3 separate regions of the Gossypium arboreum genome follow, and regions 1 and 3 are each linked to region 2. The links are chromatin contacts, called in public Hi-C maps. All regions are on one chromosome and are shown on one strand. Each heading gives the region's core, a stretch centred on a gene start, on an enhancer-like site or on the middle of the called end of the contact. The rest is flanking DNA. Distances are from core to core; before and after follow the strand shown. Region 1 holds the start of LOC108462069. Region 2 has its middle 92 kb from the start of LOC108463963. Region 3 holds the start of LOC108463963 (probable protein S-acyltransferase 22).

Region 1 (3,207 bases), core at 91-2,590, 110 kb before region 2:
CTACAATCTGGTGCTGGGGACTTCTGTTTATCTCTGCAAAATCGTATCAAGTTTCAACATTTTGATGAGATAATGTATGAGAAAGCATTGCATTAACATTTGTGGTGGATAAACTAAAATGGCTTGCCTAAAGAAATTCAGTCCGCGAAGCTTGAAAACTGAAGGTGAAATCTCTGACCACGTTCCTGGTGTCGCCTTCTCTCCTGAACAAGGGATTTGAACTCCAGCTCGGGGACGGTAAACGTACCGCTCGGCTCCACCTGTTGGGTTTCATTGTTCAGGCCTTCAAAGTTTGTAACATTCATAAAATGTTTCATATCTACATAACATGATGCAGTTCCAACTGGGATGAGAAAGGAGTGAAATTACCTCCGTATACGCTATGGCAATCCTCGTCCGACTCGGACTCCATAATACTAACCGAATCGAACCATACTTCATCTTGGCATTTCCCTGCAACATAATATCATTGCTACTATTAAAATAACATATGTGCCAATGGGATGATGGGATAGGAGAGTACCATTGGAAGAAAGTTGACTGTGGTTATATTGTAGCTGTGTTACATGAAATGTTTTGTTAGACATCTCGGACCCGTTCTCGTAGTCTACGTGAACGTATTCACTAACGGTGATATCGGTCATGCTGGCATCGCTCATATTCCTACGTACTTCAGGTATGGGAGGGGGAATCTTTCCCGATATCTTTCCGTGACGCTTCCCGAAACTGAAGTGTCGTTTATGTGGTCTAGGTATTGCCATTTGACCGTATACCGAGGCGCAACCACCCATATTGCCGGGGATCTCTTTATCAAGGCTGCTACCGGTGCAAGAAGGACCAGGCTTAAAGCTGAAATGCTCCGAGGATCAGGCTTCATCAAACTGAAATCAAAACATACGTATGATACATCCATACATGAAAAAAATGTTAAAAAAAAAAAGAGAGGATAAAAGGTAAGAACCTGAGGAGAGAAAGGTTAAAATCCCGGCATGGACGAAGAACATAACAGTTTCTTCTTCACTTCGGAACTTTAAAACCCCTTCTCTCTCTGTGTGTGTCTCTGTTCCTCTCTCTGTCTCTCTTTCTCCCTGCTTATGTCTCTGTCTTTGGTCTCTGTTTTTTTTTTTTTGGGGGGGGGGTAAATTGGGACCAGAGATAAGAAAAAAAAAAAACTCAAGAAATACTCGAGAAACAGAGAGTGGAAAGGAAGACAAATGGAGGAGATAAAATTGAAAGGATCTGAGACAGACCCTCCGTTATAAGCGGGTCCTTAATTTGCAAATGTCCCCTTTTTAAATCCCCCCCTCTTGTCCTGTTTCTGTTTTCTGCTTCTTTCATTCAATTACTGTCTGATTTCTTCTTTTACTATTTTTATTTTTAATTTTTTGTTTTCTCGCCCGAGATTTCGCGGGCTTTACCGCTTTTGTCTTAATCCTACGTGGCATTATCAATTATTATCCTAAAGAAAAGGAGTTAGTAATTATAATGATTTTTGGGTTAATTTTGTCAAACATCACAAATCATCACACATATTTTAAATCAGTCCCTAAACTTCAAATAGCTATAATTCAATTTTCAAAGCATCAATTTTGTATCAATTAGGTTCTTTTGCCAATCTGACCATCGATTTAAGCATTAAAATGTCAATTTAAGTCTAACGTAGAGTGTATTAAAATGTCAATTACCTACCACATGAATAACTTATATTTGACATCTTGAAAAAGCAAAATGTTAATAAAATTTGTGATGGTTTTTTTCTTTTCTTTTTTTAAATATGTCGGATTCAAATTATCCATGAAGTAAGTACATGCATGATTATAATTTAATCTACAAGTTTTAAATATGCTCCACATTCGCAAGGGCAAAAGGAAAGGGGTAGACAATTGCCATGGCCCCAAAAATAAAAAAAATTATCTATATAACCTTTCAATTTTTAGGAAATAAAAAATTAGTACAATGATCAAATTGCATGTTGCCTCCCTAAATTTTTTATTTATTTCTGCACAAAAAAAATTTTCTGACTTCATCCCTGGACATTAGATTTGAGCTAAGATTAAACTAGACCTAATCATGGGTTGGGCCAGTGCAAAATTTTAGGCCTATTTTTTAAGCCCGACCTGAAAATGGGTCTAAAATTCTGTCCAAGCATGATCCAGATTAAAAATGCTAAACTTGAGCTCGATCGAGCCTGCCTGTATTAAATATTTTTTATACAAAAACAAATTTAAAAAATATAATACATCAAATACACAAAAAAACATTAAAATAAATGTTTCTCAACAATTTGAAAATACATTAAAAAATGTCATTATACTTCAATAAGACTAAGATAGTTGCAACTTAGCAAGCAATTTGTAACACCTTTATCGACCCAATTGCTGAATTCGGGTATGGAGTTCACAACTTAACCGGATTTCCTGGCCACATATTTTTTAGACTTAATAGTCTTAAAGGAGGAGTTAAAAAACTTATTACAATCGAACCCTTAAATTTAATAAAGTCGCTAACTCCGAAAATGTTGGACTCTAAGGCAGCTATTTAATTACAATGTATTTGATTTTGAGGCTAAGCCTCTAAAGGTACCTCTTTCCTATGTGCATGACACCCTTGACGGTGATCATTGATCTAACACAGCCTGGTTTAGTCCCTATTTGATTCCTTATCCCGCGAGTTTTGCAATAACAAGTCAAAACCCTTGTAAGTTCAAATGAACTTAGTGAGTTTCTTTGCTGCATTAAACGAAAATAGACCCCATCTTGCACGGGTTCAAGTAAAAAAGAACTAAACACACACTACTTCTTGTCTCGTTTAGACGATCCATTTTCATCTAGAGTGTCAGACTCTTGCTCGCCTTTCGCCTTTCTTCAATAGCAGAATGATCGCTAAGTGATCATTACTTGGTCTGCTTATGACCATTCAACTAATTCTAGTGAAACTTCACTTGACCTCACCCATCTCACCCGTTGTCCACCTTAAATCTGGCATATAAGCTGACATTCTACTCATAAGAATTACTAGAAAAGGGTTACGTCGTATTGACAATCTTAACCTTGTTTCATTTTTTCTACTTCCACCTCACTTTCGAGTTGCAATATTGTTTGGATTACTCCCTTGTAATCCGCCCTATTCATAAATCCCAACTTTTGACTATGAGAAAGATCCATCCACATTGGACCATTTTGATCTCTGGCATCCCACACACTGTCA
Region 2 (3,093 bases), core at 176-2,675:
TAGAGGCTAAATTTTACTATTAGTTCTTGTACTTTACAAAAGTTATAGATTTTATCTATATACTTTAATTTGATCATTTTAGTTTATTTACTTTTTAAAATTTAAATTTTCAGTCATTACCAAACAATAACTATTAAGTTCATTTAGTTAAGTTCTACTATTTCCAAAATCAAATGTGAGAAACATTTTTTATATGTGTAATGTCATGTTAACTTATCATTTTCACATATTATTTACTAAAAATTTAGTTAGTGGTTTAATAACTATCATTTGTGTCACATTGAAATTTCATAGTTCAATTAGTATAAGGGATTAGAATGATCCAATTGGAGAATATGGATTAAATCTAGAATTGTACGTATAATACAAAATTAGTAATTAAATTTAACCAAAAGGATTTAACTATTACTATTAGGTCAGGACTAAAATTTCAAATTTTAAAAGTATAAAGATTAAATTTGACAAATTCAAAAATACAAAAGTTAAATTTAATCAAATTAAAGTATAAAACTAAATTTTAAAAAATACAATGATTAATAATAAAATTTAAGGAAAATTAAAATATGTAAAACAACTTAAATTTTACAATATTCCGAGGACAGCATCTTTTGACTACCAATTATTTCAATTTGAATCAGATAGTTCCAACATTGGTAGCCTCAACAGAAGTCCGCACTTCTATTTATGGACAAACTACGTAGATAGTCACTTGACTTTTAAAAACTTTCATTTTAGGCATTTCAAATAAAAAGGTTTATAATTTAAGCTCTCATATTACATAGATTGGTCATTTTAGTCACTCTTGTTAAAATTACAATCCATGAAGTTGAAGTGGCAGTTAAAAATTTTGAATAATAACAAATTTAGAAATCAAATTTTACATATTATATCAATTTAGTTATATTTTTAAAAAATTAACCCTTAAAATATACAAATAATTTCAATTTGATCCTAATTCTAAAAAATTCAAAGAAACATATAAATATATATATATTTTCAAAAATATATAAATTATAATTGACAATAAATAATACTATATAAAATAATTAATTTCAAAAAATATAATTTAAAATTTAAAATTTAAAAATCTAAAATTTATATTAATATTAATATTAAATAAATATAATTATTTTAATATATTTTTAAATTTTATATATTATTTTTTTAAATTTATATATATTCTTTGAAAATATTTATGTGTTTTTATATATTTATTTGAGAATACTTGAGTTAATTTTAAAAATATGACTAAATTAATAAATATGTAAAAATGAGAGTTATTATATTAATTTTTAAACTATCATGATAGTTTATAGTTTATAATTTTAAGAGGAGTGGCCAAACCTATGAATTCGTTGATATTTTTACTAATAAATTGTAGGTTTAAGAGGGTAGGCTGCGAGTAGTTTGAAGATCCATGACCCAAAAACTTTGGGTTTTTTCTTTTTTAAAAAAAATATGGGAAAGCATTAAATTCCATTTCTATTGTTTCAGTTCCGTACTGCAAATTCTGAATCATCTCCTCTACCTTGTTTTAAAAAATAGAATGTTAAGTCAAAGACGTAACAAGACTAATTTTGTAGGCCTTTGGGCCACATGCTCAGTGGACAGTTTAGGTTTGCCCACACAGGTCCAAACATTTTCTTCCAATCTACTCTCCACATCAACATAATTGTTTGAAGTCCGGTAAGAATTATGAGACTCAAATTTTGTATAATTTTATCCATATTTATGTTTTATTTTTAAATATTTATTACTTTTATTAAAATTTTAAATAATTGTTAGCATTTACATTGGAGTCTAGTTTATTAAATTTACATATAATATAAATTCTGAAAAAGATATTAAAATTAAAGTTTAAATCCATTCATATTTTAAACGCATCTATTTTTCTTTTATTTAAGTTCATTTTTCAAATTTATCCATACCTATGATTTTATCTTAGTCCAAACTCTTGAGCATTTCTTATAAATATATAATACATTATATATAAATTTTAGAGTTTTAGTATAAAAAAAGTTAAGTGGAAAATAAAATAAAATAAATCAATTAACACATCAATAAAATTTAACACCTAATTAAGTCTTTAAAATAAAAATTAATCGATTAAGCATATGCATTAACGTTGACTAAGTTTAGTTGTTCAGCTTTGCTGACGTGGTTGATAAACTAATAAGATGACAAGACATGGCAACCATGTGTACATCATGTTGATGTGGTATTTTCCCCACATCAACTAATACTTTTTAAAAAAATTAAAATTCTTAAAAATAAATAAGTTTTAAAATAATTATTTTAAAATAATTAAAATAATTAAAAAATTTTAAAAATTTGTAAAAATCACATTTGGAATGAACCAAGACAAGTGGTTGTCCAAAAACTTAGATAAATAGTTGTCCAGATTCAAATGCATTTAGACAACCACTTGTCAAGGTTCATTCCAAACATAGTTTTTAGTAATTTCTAAACACTTTATTAATTTTGTAACTTCTCATAATTATTAATAATTTTCCATAATTTTTATAATTTTTAGTAATTATCTAAAGAACCACATCCAAATGAACGTAGGTAAGTCGTTGCCTAGATTCCAACGCATCTAGACAAACATTTGTTCAGGTTCATACTAGATGTATTTTTAAAATAATTATTTTTAAAAGATTATTTATTTTTAGGATTTTTTTTTGAAAATATGAGTAAACTATAGCAATTGTCACTTAATTATTAGTAAATTTCTTATTTTATCACCCAACTATAAAAAGTTACAAGATATCGTTCAACTATTAGTAAATTTCTTTTTTGGTCACTCAACTATTTAAATTTGTCTTTTTTTTTATTACTAGCGGGCTAATGGTGACAACTTTTATAATTGTCATAATAGTAACTTTTTAACTCTCAACATTTGTTCTTGATTTTAAAAAATTCAACCTCAACATTTACACATTGTGTAATTTAGTTTGTTTTATGATTTTTATTTTCTTGCCATTCTTTCACCTAAAAACTAGAAAAACAAATTTATTAGCTATATTTGATTAGAAATATAAAAAAAATAAAAACACCAAAAATTTAACATAGTATTTTTTATTTATTTATCAT
Region 3 (3,096 bases), core at 548-3,047, 92 kb after region 2:
TTATTTTTGATTTTATGGACTTATAGACTGTTTTTCGGACTTTAACTTTGGTTTTGGGATTTGTTAAATATTTTAGTTAGTTATTTTAAAAACCGGTATAATTTTTGATAATTTGAAATAAACGTATAATTTTTAAAGTTAAACAACTCTAAGAATTTTTTCGCTGCAAAATTTTAATCAGGATTATGTGTTTAACAAAGCAAGTAACTAAAGTGTGATGATTTTATAAAAACCAAGTTTTATAAGTATACGATTAAAAATTTCACCTAAACATTTTATAAATGACAATCTTCCTACCAAAAGTTGTGACGAGTTTTATAAAATCTACAATTTTCAGTTTTGGAATAAGATAAATTTTGAAAATATATGACTAAAGTTTCAATTTATTAATGTAACCTTCCAAAACCAACCATAACGTCTAGGTTAGGTTTGAGGTGTGACACTTTGCCTCAAACACTCTGCGAACCATTTGAGTCCTAAAGACCAAAAGGGGATGTGATTTTTTTTTTTAAAATCAGACACATGCCTGATATCTAACAATACGCCACCTTCAACCGAATTATATATAGAGAACAACGAATCATCACCATTGTGCTCAGCCACATTAGCTACTTCTGTAATTATTCGAAAGTGTTAGAAATAAAATTTGTGATCCCGTCGAACTTTTTCATATCGAAATTCATCATTGACTCTGATATCAATTTGTTGGGGACCGACCCGTATAAACAACGAGATAGTAAAGTGGAGAAGAACAAACACAAATATTTACATGGAAAACTCCTTCGAAGAAGATAAAACCATGAACGAAGGAGGCTTCGGCTTTTCAGTAAATGAGTAAACACACGAGAGTACAATATGGAGAAAATAAACCTAAATATATGAAATGTACAAAACCCAAACTTTGAAAACGAAACCCTAACTTGGGAACATAATTCACTCCATAGTTACCACAAAAAACTTTCTCAAATTCATATGCGACTACTTCTTGTCCCCTTAAAAGAAAAACCCTCTCTGATTGGCATGTCTAAATCAGGGTTACAAAGGCCACGACTTTCCTTATTGTGATGTCGCCGCTGCTCCTACATCAAGAGATCGTCGCCTCGTTTTTACGTCTTGACGACCTTCGTCGTGACGTCGTCCCTTGCCCGTCGCATTGTTGTAATGTCACATATCTCCTCGTCGTGACGTCGCACATGTATCTCCAATAAGTGCTTGCAAAACGTTCGATAAATGCGAGACATACGCCACAAATGTTGATAGTGAAGTGGTTTGATTTTATAAGAAAAATTAATAGGTTATATCATTAATTGATGTTAAAAATAAAAAAAATAGTTAAATAAGATACATGGTATTTTTAACATTGCTTGTAATAAAAACCTCAAACGAAATAATAATTTATAATACAAATTATCATAAAATATTTTAAACATGATTATAATGTGATGATATGCATTAAAATGATATGAAAACATGAAATGCACTAGGACAAAAATTATGGGAGGAATCTTATGCAAAAGTTTGAATTTTTTTTTTCACATCTAAAAGAAAGATAAAGGAAAATGAATATGATGATGGGTGAAAAAAAAAGAGAAAAGGGATAGGCTAAAGTCGAAAGAATGTAAGAAATGAAATACTTATGTCAAAATATTTTTTAAAATACTAAAATATATAATTATGCATACTTTTTTTTCTTGGCAAATTATGAATACTTCTAAGCTAAAATAATAATAATAATAATAATGTATAATTTAAGACTAAAAACGCTAACTGGGTCAAAATATTGATGGAAAATGCTGAAAAAGGAATTTTTAAGACAATTGTTGGTGAAGGCAATTACAAAAGATGAAACCGAACAACTGTCTATTTGCAGCGATGGGCCTGATGTTGTGACACTTTGAACATGATTAAATTAAACAAAGAAAATTAAACAAAAAATTAAAGTAAAAAAAAAAGTAAAAGTTGGGTTTTGAAGGTACATTATAGGCAATGGAAACGAAAGAATGAAAAAAAAAAAAAAAAAACCAGTTCTCTCGCATGTTGTTACTTAGAGACACAGTTTGAGAGTTTTGAGACAGATCTTATGGCCAAGCAAAATGCTTTATATAAGAAACAAATAAATACCCAAACCCCAGACTAGCCCTTCTTGTGTTTTTTTCTGTCTTTTCTCTTTCATTGCATGAGGCAGGGGCCATGATTGTGTGAACCAGACAAAGCTTTCCTTACTGTCCAAACCTATCTTCTTCAGCTACCTTGTTCTTTTTCTTTTACACTTTACATTTTTCTTGCCCTTTTTTTTATTAGACCCGTGAAGGTAAAAAAAAAAACAAAACAAAAAAAAAAAACAAAGGGTAATGCTTGGTTGGTGGTCTAGTGAAATGAGTGATCTTTATTTTCCCCGGAAAGTGAGGGAAAGTGTGAGAAACTAAGTATAGGAAAAATACCCAGCAGATTTTGACTTTCACTCTTTTCCATATTTTCCCCTTCTCTGTTCGTTTAACATTTTAAGAGGAAATGAGGAAGCATGGATGGCAGCTTCCTTATCATCCACTCCAGGTATTTTTTGTTTTTGGTTCTTTGTTACTATTTCCATTTTTATGTAAAATTGCTGAGCTTTTTTGTTGTTCCAATTCTGGGTAATTTAGCAAAGTTTTCGTTTTTTTTTTTTTACTTATTTTTGCAAAGGTGGTTGCTGTTGCTGTGTTCTTGGCACTTGGATTTGCATTCTATGTGTTCTTTGCTCCTTTTGTTGGGAAGAAGATGTTTCAATACATTGTGATTGGAATCTATACTCCTCTTGTAAGCCATTTCAACATTTTTCCTTTTATTTTATTTTTATTTTCTAGTAGGTGGAAGAATTGAGATCTATGTTTTCTTTGCCTGTTGGTCTCTCTGATTCATTTATTTTCCCTCTAATCTAAGGGTCCTTTCCTTTTTCTAAATCTGATTTTTTTTTCTTTTTTTTTTCTTTTGGTTGTTTTATCTTATGGAGTCTCTCAAGCATATCATCAACTTGTGACTTTAGCTGATAAGGGCAATTGTCTTTTAGCCATTGTTCCTTTTAGGAGGCATTGATTCTATACAAGAGTTTCAAATTTC

The links. A called contact is a pair of places that touch in the nucleus more often than the background predicts.
Region 1: a Hi-C map of leaf shows a contact between it and region 2, with 3 times the contacts expected there. The contact joins the promoter of LOC108462069 here to the enhancer-like site in region 2. A contact is called at or near these places in 2 of 5 Hi-C or Micro-C datasets (both in leaf).
Region 3: a contact with region 2 is called in a Hi-C map of leaf, with 2.2 times the contacts expected there. The contact joins the promoter of LOC108463963 here to the enhancer-like site in region 2. A contact is called at or near these places in 2 of 5 Hi-C or Micro-C datasets (both in leaf).

What each region holds. Positions count from the first base shown.
Region 1 is chr13:28,744,549-28,747,755 of ASM2569848v2, reverse strand. LOC108462069 reads right to left here and starts at 1,340. Exons shown (of 9, transcript XM_017762068.2): 1 at 962-1,340; 2 at 524-881; 3 at 370-453; 4 at 128-260; 5 at 1-33. The coding sequence starts at 791.
Region 2 is chr13:28,632,198-28,635,290 of ASM2569848v2, reverse strand. No RefSeq gene overlaps it. Among protein-coding and RNA genes, the nearest start is that of LOC108463963, 92 kb to the right of the region's middle. Within about 2 kb of position 1,425, at least 2 of the 2 cell types and tissues checked have an H3K27ac peak or open chromatin away from gene starts, as enhancers often do. A contact at or near this core is called in leaf, where this site is marked.
Region 3 is chr13:28,540,546-28,543,641 of ASM2569848v2, reverse strand. It overlaps LOC108463963 (probable protein S-acyltransferase 22), which reads left to right and starts at 1,797. Exons shown (of 9, transcript XM_017763995.2): 1 at 1,797-2,553; 2 at 2,683-2,796. The coding sequence starts at 2,512.